Regions from separate parts of the Danio rerio genome. Here regions 1 and 2 are each linked to region 3. A link is a contact called in public Hi-C and Micro-C data. All regions are on one chromosome and are shown on one strand. Each heading gives the region's core, a stretch centred on a gene start, on an enhancer-like site or on the middle of the called end of the contact. The rest is flanking DNA. Distances are from core to core; before and after follow the strand shown. Region 1 holds the start of xrcc1 (X-ray repair complementing defective repair in Chinese hamster cells 1). Region 2 overlaps znrf2b (zinc and ring finger 2b). Region 3 overlaps cdk14 (cyclin dependent kinase 14).

What was found. A called contact is a pair of places that touch in the nucleus more often than the background predicts.
Region 1: a Hi-C map of skeletal muscle shows a contact between it and region 3, with 8 times the contacts expected there. The contact joins the promoter of xrcc1 here to the enhancer-like site in region 3. A contact is called at or near these places in 2 of 18 Hi-C or Micro-C datasets (caudal fin and skeletal muscle).
Region 2: a contact with region 3 is called in a Micro-C map of caudal fin, with 6 times the contacts expected there. The contact joins two enhancer-like sites. A contact is called at or near these places in 2 of 18 Hi-C or Micro-C datasets (caudal fin and an unstated tissue).

The regions. Positions count from the first base shown.
Region 1 is chr16:58,599,860-58,603,370 of GRCz12tu, reverse strand. xrcc1 (X-ray repair complementing defective repair in Chinese hamster cells 1) reads right to left here and starts at 2,191. Exons shown (of 18, transcript NM_001003988.2): 1 at 2,050-2,191; 2 at 1,007-1,094; 3 at 459-551; 4 at 140-247. The coding sequence starts at 1,057.
Region 2 is chr16:58,101,180-58,104,566 of GRCz12tu, reverse strand. znrf2b (zinc and ring finger 2b) reads left to right here. Exons shown (of 5, transcript NM_001076728.1): 3 at 2,435-2,540; 4 at 2,661-2,745. The coding sequence ends at 2,718. Among named protein-coding and RNA genes, the nearest start is that of nod1, 35 kb to the right of the region's middle. Within about 2 kb of position 1,561, at least 4 of the 62 cell types and tissues checked have an H3K27ac peak or open chromatin away from gene starts, as enhancers often do.
Region 3 is chr16:58,349,350-58,352,776 of GRCz12tu, reverse strand. cdk14 (cyclin dependent kinase 14) reads left to right here. Exons shown (of 15, transcript NM_001430898.1): 11 at 1,482-1,545. Among named protein-coding and RNA genes, the nearest start is that of fzd1, 68 kb to the right of the region's middle. Within about 2 kb of position 2,071, at least 5 of the 62 cell types and tissues checked have an H3K27ac peak or open chromatin away from gene starts, as enhancers often do. A contact at or near this core is called in skeletal muscle, where this site is marked.

The DNA of each region.
Region 1 (3,511 bases), core at 942-3,441, 250 kb before region 3:
AAAATATCAATACACTACACACTAACATTATGACTCTGTAAAAATGCATGCTAATAAAACTGACTGAAGACAAAACTCACTAAAACTAACATGTTTTCATAAGATGCAAAAATGAAAAGCTCAAAACTTTAAGACTCGCCTCAAAGTCTTGATCTTTGACAGACGTGGAGTGTCCGACAAGGACCTCGATGAAAGCAGAGCCTTCATTTCCAATGTCTATGCTGTGAATTTGCTCTTCCTTTTCCAACTGGAGGAACAAGACATGCAGGTTAAAAAAACATCTGCAAGTGGCATTAAGGCATCTTAAAATAATAATAATATACATTAAATAAATAAAAATGTTATTAAAATAATAATAATAATAATATATTTAATATGTTGTTAATTTGAAACTAACTTAAGAACAATTTTAAAATAAATAATAATAATAATAATTAACAAAAATAAGTCAGACATACTTGAAGGATGACAGAAACTTGCTTTTCTCCAGGTCTCGCAGCTTTCCATTTTCTGTAAGTGTCGGAGCTCAAGAGGTTGTCTGCTTTATGAGTCTGTGCAGAAAAAGTAAACAATCAAGAACAAACTCTTTAATTGGTGATCAGGATCCTGTTATTAATCTAATTTAACTACCATTTGTCTTGTTGCAAACAACTAAAATATAAAGTTGTTGGGGTGCCTCCCGGAACAGGGTTGGGAAACACAGCCTTGGAGAATCATTCCAATCAATTTCCAATCAATTTAATGAACTGTTCCTAAATAGAGCTCTTCAAGCCATTTAGTGAAACTGTATTCATATCGTGATATATTTAATGCAAGGTATCCCAATTTCTGATTTTATTTTTGAACATCTACAGCCCTACTGCATTTCAAGTTCAGTGACTCGGTTCAAACCAATGAGTCAATAGATTCAGCTGAATCAATGAATCAGTCTAGTTCTCAGGTTTGTGTGTTGATTGTTAAGTGTCAGTAAATGTTGTTAATATCAATAGTGTAACAGAATTCTTACATTATCTTCACTGCTGCAGGACACGACATGCTTGAGTTTGAGTTCAGGCATGTTCTCTGAATCAAACAATTGAATCGTTGCTCATAAACCTGAAAAAGCGAAGACATGACTTCATTAGTCATTAATTATCATGTTAACAGAAACCATAAGATAAAGCTCAGCCATGTGACATACTTTTTCCTAGTAGTTTTTGTTGAGAGAATGAAGAACTCATCTCAGTTCAGACTTAATTGCGAATTAATATACGAATCGGTTCACTGAATCGACTCACATGAACATTGCATAATGTAGCTATATTACCATCAATGAGACGTAAAAGCATAAATTACAAACATTAACACCTTGATTTTCCTCACAAATAAACAAAAAATGAAGACCCAAAAAACCTGAAAACACTGAACAAGACAAACAATTTCAAAGAATTATCATATTTCATGTTTATAAAAGCTAAAAATAAAGTATGTCGTACAATTTTAAGCATTCATTTTCATGACTTTTCACTAGTGTTTATTGATTTTTGAATTTCCAAAAATAATTCAAATTCAAACTAATAAAAATCGCGAATAAGGTATTCGAATCAGTTCACTGAATCGATTCACTTGAACGAGACAGCATCAAATCAAACCAGCCTTACTCTAAACATGCATAGAATCAATTAAGAGTGAAAAATTCTAGTAACGATGATTAATTGAGCGAAAATAGCGGCAATATGACATAAATATATACTACATGAGCAGTCAAAACACATCAATATTTCAGTATTAAGACACAATAAGTGTGCTGTTATACAACACATTACGTTACATAATAATCTGAAATATTTGACACAAAAAGCATGACGTGTGGACTGATTTATGAAATAAAAATACAAACTAATGAATCGGATAATTATAGTAATTTACTGTTATTCGGTCTAGTTAGCAGAGTCCGCCTGATCGAGTTAACCAGAGCAAACAATAGAGGCGCTTCAGAACCGCCATTAAATGCCAGAAAAGCGGCTAAAAATATTTAGATACGCATTCTGATGGATTCAACATCACTTTACCGAAATCCAAACAGAGCTGAAGCCGCTTCTGAGCTTTATTCCAGTCTGAGTGAGAGAGTTTCACAAGCGCGCGTACAAACTCCCTCTCAATCCACAACACGCGACGTCACTTCCGCCTGCCGACCAATCAGCGCCTGTGAGGCAGAATGTCACGTTCTCGACTTTAGAATAAAAGTCAGAATCAAACAGAAGATGGATTATTTTACTTGATTTATATTAATCTGATTTATATTAGACTTATATTAATTATTTTATATTATAAATTTTCAATCATTAATTTGTACAACAATTAATTAATTAATAATTAATAATTAATTAATTTTGATTCACTGTTCATTCATGCATTTAATCATTAGTTATTTTTCATTCATTCATTTGATTCATTCTTCACTCATTCTTTAGTTTTTAAATTAGTTATAAAAATCAATTATCGTTCACTCATTTGGTTATTAATGTGTTTATGTACTCACTTTTATTCATTCATTCATTAAAATATTTATTAATTTATTCCTTGTTTAACCATCTAGTTAATAATTTTGACTTACTCTTCAATCATTCAATTAATCTTTCATTATTTTTCATTCATTCATTCATTCATTCATTCATTCATTCAATTATTCATTTGCTTTGTTTATTTACTTTTTATTTCTTTATTTGTTCAATTATTCATTTAAATTATTAATGTATTCATTAATAACAATTGCATTGTGTTTATGTGCTTATTTTTTATTTCTTTATTCATTCATTCATTCGTTCGTTCATTCATTCATTCATTCATTCATTCATTCATTCATTTATTCATTCAAATTATTATCAATAATTTCTGATTCACTGCTCCTTCATTTAATTAATTATTAATTATTTTTCATTCGTTCATTTAATTAACTGTTCATTCATTATTTATTCATTCATTAAATTTTTGATTCATTTGCTCATTCACTCTCCTTATTTGGTCATTAATGTGTTTATGTACTTATTTTTATTTATCTGTTTATTCGTTCCTTCATTCATTCAATTATTTATTCCTTGTTCAATCATTTAATACATTTTGATTCACCGTTCATTCACTTAATTAATCTTTCGTTATTTTTCATTTATTCATTTCATTCATTGTTCAGTCATTCATTAAATGAATTGTTCATTTGCTCATTCACTCTCCTTTTTTGGTGAATAATGTGTTTATGTACTTTTTATGTATTTGTTTCTACATTCATTCATTCATATAATTATTTGTTAATTAATTGTTAAATGATTTAATTACTTTTGGTTTTACTGTTCCTTTATTAATTCAGTCATTCATTTAATTATTCATAATTTTTTTCCCTTAATTAATTAATTGTTCGCTCATTCATAATTCATCATTGAATTATTTATTTTGCTCATTCACTCTCCTTATTAGGTGATTGATATTTTTATTTATTTATTTATGATTTGTTCATTTATTCATTCATTCATTCACA
Region 2 (3,387 bases), core at 312-2,811, 250 kb after region 3:
TGACAAGTTGTTACGTGATTGTTAAGGTGTTGTGGAGTTGGCAGGTTGTTATTTGGTTGTTAGGGTGTTGTGGAGTGTTGACTAATTGTTAGGGTGTTGTGCACTATTGACAGGTTGTTATGCAGTTGTTAGGGTCCTGTGGAGTTGACAGGTTGTTACGTAGTTGTTAGGGTGTTGTTAGCGGTTGACAGTGATGTATGGTTGTTGAAAGGTGTTTATGTGTTTGCTATAGTGTTGTAGAGAGTTAACAGGTTGTGGAACGTTGACGTTGCCATGTGGTTGTTAGGGTGTTGTGGAGTGTTGACTGATTGTTAGGGTGTTGTGGGTTGTTGACAAGTTGTTACATGATTGTTAGGGTGTTGTGGAGTTGGCAGGTTGTTATGGGGTTGTAAGGGTGTTGTGGAGTGTTGACTAATTGTTAGGGTGTTGTGCACTGTTGACGGGTTGTTACGCAGTTAATAGGGTGTTGTGGAGTTGACAGGTTGTTGCGCAGTTGTTAGGGTGCTGTGGAGTTGACAGGTTGTTGCGCAGTTGTTAGGGTGCTGTGGAGTTGATAGGTTGTTACGTAGTTGTTAGGGTGTTGTTGGCGGTTGACAGTGATGTATGGTTGTTGACAGGTTTTTATGTGTTTGCTATAGTGTTGTAAAGAGTTAACAGGTTGTGGAATGTTGACGTTGCCATGTGGTTGTTAGGGTGTTGTGGAGTGTTGACTGATTGTTAGGGTGTTGTTGGTTGTTGACAAGTTGTTACGTGGTTGTTAGGGTGTTGTGGAGTTGGCAGGTTATGTGGTTGTTAGGGTGTTGTGGAGTGTTGACTGATTGTTAGTGTGTTGTGCACTGTTTACAGGTTGTTACGCAGTTGTTAGGGTGTTGTGGAGTTGACAGGTTGTTATGTAGTTGTTAGGGTGTGTTTATTCTGAATCAATGTCCTAAAAGTAGCAAAACCTAAACTTCACTTATAGAACTTTACTAAAACTTGTTTATTCTGGTCATGTTCATTTAATGAATATTCAGTGGAGTGAATGACAGGCTCCTCCCACAACAGTGTTTGTGTAAAGTGCTCAGGTGAAGTGTGTGAAAGGCTGCTGGTGTCTGTTCACTCTGACTGCTATCATCCAAACTTATTAAACCAAATTTTGTTTTTGCCTCCTTTATTTTCATTAAAAACAAACCTCAGGTCGTTTGTCTGCTATTATGATAAACATAATTAATTAATGGGTGCATTGTAAAAGCACTATACAAATAAAGCTGAATTGAATGTTATTGAAAACAGGTTTGTGCTAACCCTTTGTCAGCTCTGAAATGATTGATGTCCAAGTCACTCTTTGCAGTTATCTTCCATCCAATTAATTCAATTCAATTCCTTTTTGTTTCTATTGTGCTTTTTATAATGAAGATTGTGTTAAAGCAATATATGAAAGATTTAAAACAGGATATGTTCTAACTTAACATAATATTTGATACTGATTCCTATAGAATAGAATAGAATAGAATAGAATAGAATAGGGTAATAGTGCAGTGCTGTATGTGAGCAGCAGGAATGAGTCATAGAAGCTGAAGGAAATGCAGATCTTCAGCGCCCTCTTCTGCTCACTTATAAAAATGCTTTGGTTGTAAACATGGTTTTAAGTAGTTGCTTTTAATTAAAAGTATTTTCGATTTTATGAGTTATTTGCACAGAAATGTCTGTTTAAAAAGTATCAGATGCCCCAGTAAACAAATTTTAAAGCTGTAATTTTATAAATGCACGTGTGGATATATATACATAGGGCTACATGGTATTGAAAATAAAATAAAAAATGCAATAAATATTGAGATATGGGCATAATTTCTCAAGATGACTAATAATTAGATTTTTAACATCAAATTAATTCATATTAATTTGATTTAACAGTGATTGGATGATTGTAGGCGAGTGCATCTGCATAAAATATAGAAAATTACAGAAAATAAACATAATAAAATGAATCAAAGTGCTGATAAAAACAACAGAACACAGACAAAAATGAAATAAATGGTTTTCGCTGGAGTGTTGAAATACACTAAAGTTTGATAATTACATGCAAAATAACACTGCATAGTCTTTATTGTATAAATAAACACAGTTAATATTTGTTAAAGCTGCAAACTTCATAATTTCTTGTATTCGAATGGTTTAAATTAGCTTGAAATTGTAAAGTCAGAGGTCTTAAAAACACATCTTCACACACTGTTGGATTATAGTGTTATGAGCTGTATTTTATGCTTAGTTTGGCATTGCAGATCCAGTGATGTGACTATTGTAGATTCACACGTTGCAATATTGATGCTGAAGCTATATATGCTGCACCCCTAGTTATATGTCACTTAACATTTTTAAAGCTGTGATCATGTAAATGATCAACATCATGTATATAGAGACGCGCTGATGTGTGCTGTTCTCCACTGTTCCTCAGAGGACGTGCTGTCGAAGGATGCTGGAGAATGTGCAATATGTCTGGAGGAGCTGCTGCAGGGAGACACCATCGCACGCCTGCCCTGCCTCTGCATTTATCACAAAGGGTAAAGACCCTCATGCTCGTCTGTCTGTCTGTCTGTCTGTGTGTGTGTGTGTGTGTGTGTGTCTGTCTGTGTGTGTGTGTCTATGTGTGTTCTCTGACATCATCTCTGCTCTCTCTGCAGCTGTATTGACGAGTGGTTTGAAGTGAACCGATCGTGTCCTGAACATCCTGCAGATTAAAGCGCCTCTCTCACCTTTTTTGCACAGGTGACACACACACACACAAGCACACACACACATACACATATAGTGTTTATATTAGTGTTCGTGTTTATATTCCTTAGCACACTTTACACTGTACTCTAACTCATGTAAAGGCACAGCTTTTGGTGTGCTTCAGTGGTTTGTGCATCACACAGGTTTATTAACAGTTGTGCCTCAATCGACAAGAAGACAAGTTTAATTTAGGCAAGGCAAGGCAAGTTTATTTATATAGCACATTTCATACACAGTGGCAATTCAAAGTGCTTTACATAAACAAGAATAAAAGAAACAAGTAAAATAAAAATAAATAATAAAAATGAGTAAAAAATAAATAAATATTAATAAATAGAAATATTTATTAATATATATTTATTATATTTTTTAAAAATAAAATATATATATTTATTAATAATAAATATTAATACATATAAAAATAAATACTAATATTTAAATATTAAAACAATTAGAATTAATTTATGAGATTTTAAATTAGTTAATGTCTCCCTGCATTAATTACATGCCTTCTATTTAGGATTTTCCCTAATAAATTTGTTTTTGTCTGGGTGGGCCAGCCTCCAGTGTGAGTGGGCCACCTCGACCCTTATGTAGCCTCGCCTCTAAAGCAAACTATAGAGTGGAGGAACT
Region 3 (3,427 bases), core at 822-3,321:
GAGAAAGACAGCTGTGAAACATAACCAGCTTTGTCTTTTTGTAGGAAACACACTTCAGATCATTTTAGGGTAAGAGTTTTTTGAATTATTGCCGTCTAACACTGAATGTGTCAGGAATATCGATAACAAAATCAAACCATACTCATTTCTGGCGCCCCTCTGGATGTACAGCGCCCTTAGCATTTGCCTATATGCCACAGTCCAGCCCTGGTCCTCACCGCAGATTTGAAAGACGCCGGTGCTTTCTCGTACTGTTGTCTCACTTCACCGGCGCTTCCTCATACTGTTGCCCTAACCTCAGTTCACCGCCGCTCGCCATGTTAAAGTGTGCAATGGTGGTTAAGCGCCCCTAACTTTAGAGCACAGTGATTGGATATTTATTGACCATGATCACCACCCATCTTGAAAAGCTTGCCCCCTCACATATACTAATGTGCCACAAACAGGACATTAATATCACCAACCATTCCCATTTCATTAAGGTGCATCCATATAAATGGCCCACCCTGTATACAAACACACACACAAACACACACACACACACACACACACACACATATATATATATATATATATATATATATATAACAAAACAAATCTACTATTTAGATGTGTTCTTGTTTTCCACATTAATTTTACCAGGGTAGAATTACATGCACACTGTTTGAGTGTGTATTTTCATGGCTCGTCTCATCACAGATCATAAATGATAGATGCTGCCGTTAGTTGCTTTTGTTTGTTTCTTGACATTTAATGTATTTAAGCACTATTAAGTTGTTTTGAATTCTGTACTAATTAAATTGCCCGTCATAATTCAAAAACAGCACAAACATAATTCATTTACAGCAGAATAATTAACTTGTGGCCTGCTGATGTTCAGCATATGATTATTCCATTACTATGATTTTACCTTGATATATAAGCTCTAATAAAGACAGATATGTTCCTGAGTGTAATCCAACACCGCCCCCTGCTGGACACACTGCTCCTGCACACACACTCTGTTCACTAGTGCCGTTTAACAGGTCAGGCATCTCTACTAATGTGCTCATAATACACATATATGAGAAACATACACACACACATGTTAGTATTGGTGGTTAATGAGGACTCTTCATAGGCGTAATGTATTTTACACAGTATGGCCCTCCCCCTAAACCCAACCCTCACAGCAAACCTGTGGATAATTAAATCAAGAGACCCCATTAAGGAGGATTTTTACATTATAAGGACACAAAGGATGTCCTCATAATGTTGTAATGCCATCATAGCCATGTCATTACACAAAAACATACACACACACACTGACACTCTTACTCTTACACACACTCTTACATGACACACAGACTATTATTAGCAGTAGAGTAGGTCTCCATCTGCGTGTCGCACTGTCCTTCATCTTGAGTGTGTTTTCTCCTGAAGGACTCACTGTGCTCTTCTCTTGTGTGTGTGTGTGTGTGTGTGTGTGTGTGTGTGTGCAGGTTTTGGGGACACCGTCAGAGGAGACGTGGCCAGGTGTTCACTCACTGCCGCACTTCAAACCAGGTAAACATCATCCTGTGCATCTGAGCGTCAATCACACACACTCGAACACTCTCACACACACTAGAACACACTCAAACACACTCACACACACTAGAACACTTGCCCTTGAGGACAGTCTAATATAATGCGAGCGAGTAGGGTTATAGTTTGTGTAATATTATTGGATTGCAGGTAATGAGGCACGTGAACTCTAACATGTTTCCCTGAACACCTTTATGAGTTTCTTTTCACTGTTGAACACGAAACACAATATTCACGATAATAATGGCTGTTTCTTTTCTTCCAGCAATCTTAACAATATCTTCCTTTGTGTTCAGCAGAAGAAAAAAAACTCAAACAAGTTGAAATGAGGAAATGAAGACAGATTTTTATTTTATTTTTAGGGTGAACTTGACCCTTTAAACACAACATCTTGCTATAGTGTGTGAGTGAGTGTGTAGATCCGGGTTTGCAGAATGCAGTGTGCTAGTGTAGTGCTCTAGAAATGTGGACACACTGCCCTCTGCTGACTGACATTGTACACTACAGCAGTGGTTCTCAAAGTGGGGGTCGTGGGACAATGAAGGGGTCAAGGGCATACAGTAGGTTTGTACTTGACATTGGTGGGGACGGATGAATCAAACAACCCCCAAGAATGAACATATATGTATAAAGTTAAAGCCAAAATTATTAGCCCCCCTGAATTATTCACCTCCCTTTATTTTTCGCCCAATTTCATTTTAGCAAAGACTAAATCCTTGCTATGATGACAGTAAATAATATTAGACTAGATATTCTTCAAGACACTTCTATACAGCTTAAAGAGACATTTAAAGGCTTCACTAGGGTAATTAGGTTAACTAGGCAGGTTAGGGTAATTAGGCAAGTTATTGTATAACGATGGTTTGTTCTGTAGACTATCCAAAACAAATATTGCTTAAAGGGGCTAATAATAATAATAATAATAATAATAATTCCTTACATTTATATAGCGCTTTTCTGGGCACTCAAAGCGCTTTACACACAATGGGGGGATCTCCTCATCCACCACCAGTGTGCAGCATCCACCTGGATGACGCGACGGCAGCCATTTTGCGCCAGACCGCACACCACACACCAGCTAATTGGTGGAGAGGAGACAGCGATGAAGCCAATTGGAATATGGGGATGGTTAGGAGACCATGATAGACAAAGGCCAGTTGGCAGATTTGGCCAGGATGCCGGGGTTAAACCCCTACTCTTTTCGAAGGACATCCTGGGATTTTTAACGACCACAGAGAGTCGGGACCTCGGTTTAACGTCTCATCCGAAAGACGGCGCTCACTGAGCAGTAAAGCGTCCCCGTCACTATACTGGGGCATTAGGACCCACACAGACCGCAGGTTGGGCGCCCCCTGCTGGCCTCACTAACACCACTTCCGGCAGCAACCTAGCTTTCCCATGTGGTCTCCCATCCAGGTACTGACCGGGCGCAGCCCTGCTTAGCTTCAGTGGGCGACCATGTGAGAGTTGCAGAGAGCTAGCTGCTAGCTCAATAATAATATTGACCTTTAGATGCATATTGTTGCATTCTTTATATTTAACCAATTAGTAACACACATTTTTAGATCAGACGGCTGTTGTTCAATGACTAATCACCTTAACTTTACCCTAATTAACCTAGTTAAGTATTTAAATGTCACTTAATAAGTCACTGAATACAAGTGCTTGAAGAATATCTAGTCTAATATTATTTACTGTCATCAAGGCGAAGATAAAATAAATCAGTTATTAGAGATATTAATTAATAACTATTATTAGAGTTATTAACACTATTATGATTAGAAATGTGTTGAAACTATCTGCTCTTTAACAGCACTAGGGAATGTTAGAAAAATAAAAATACATAAAGGTTTCAACTGTA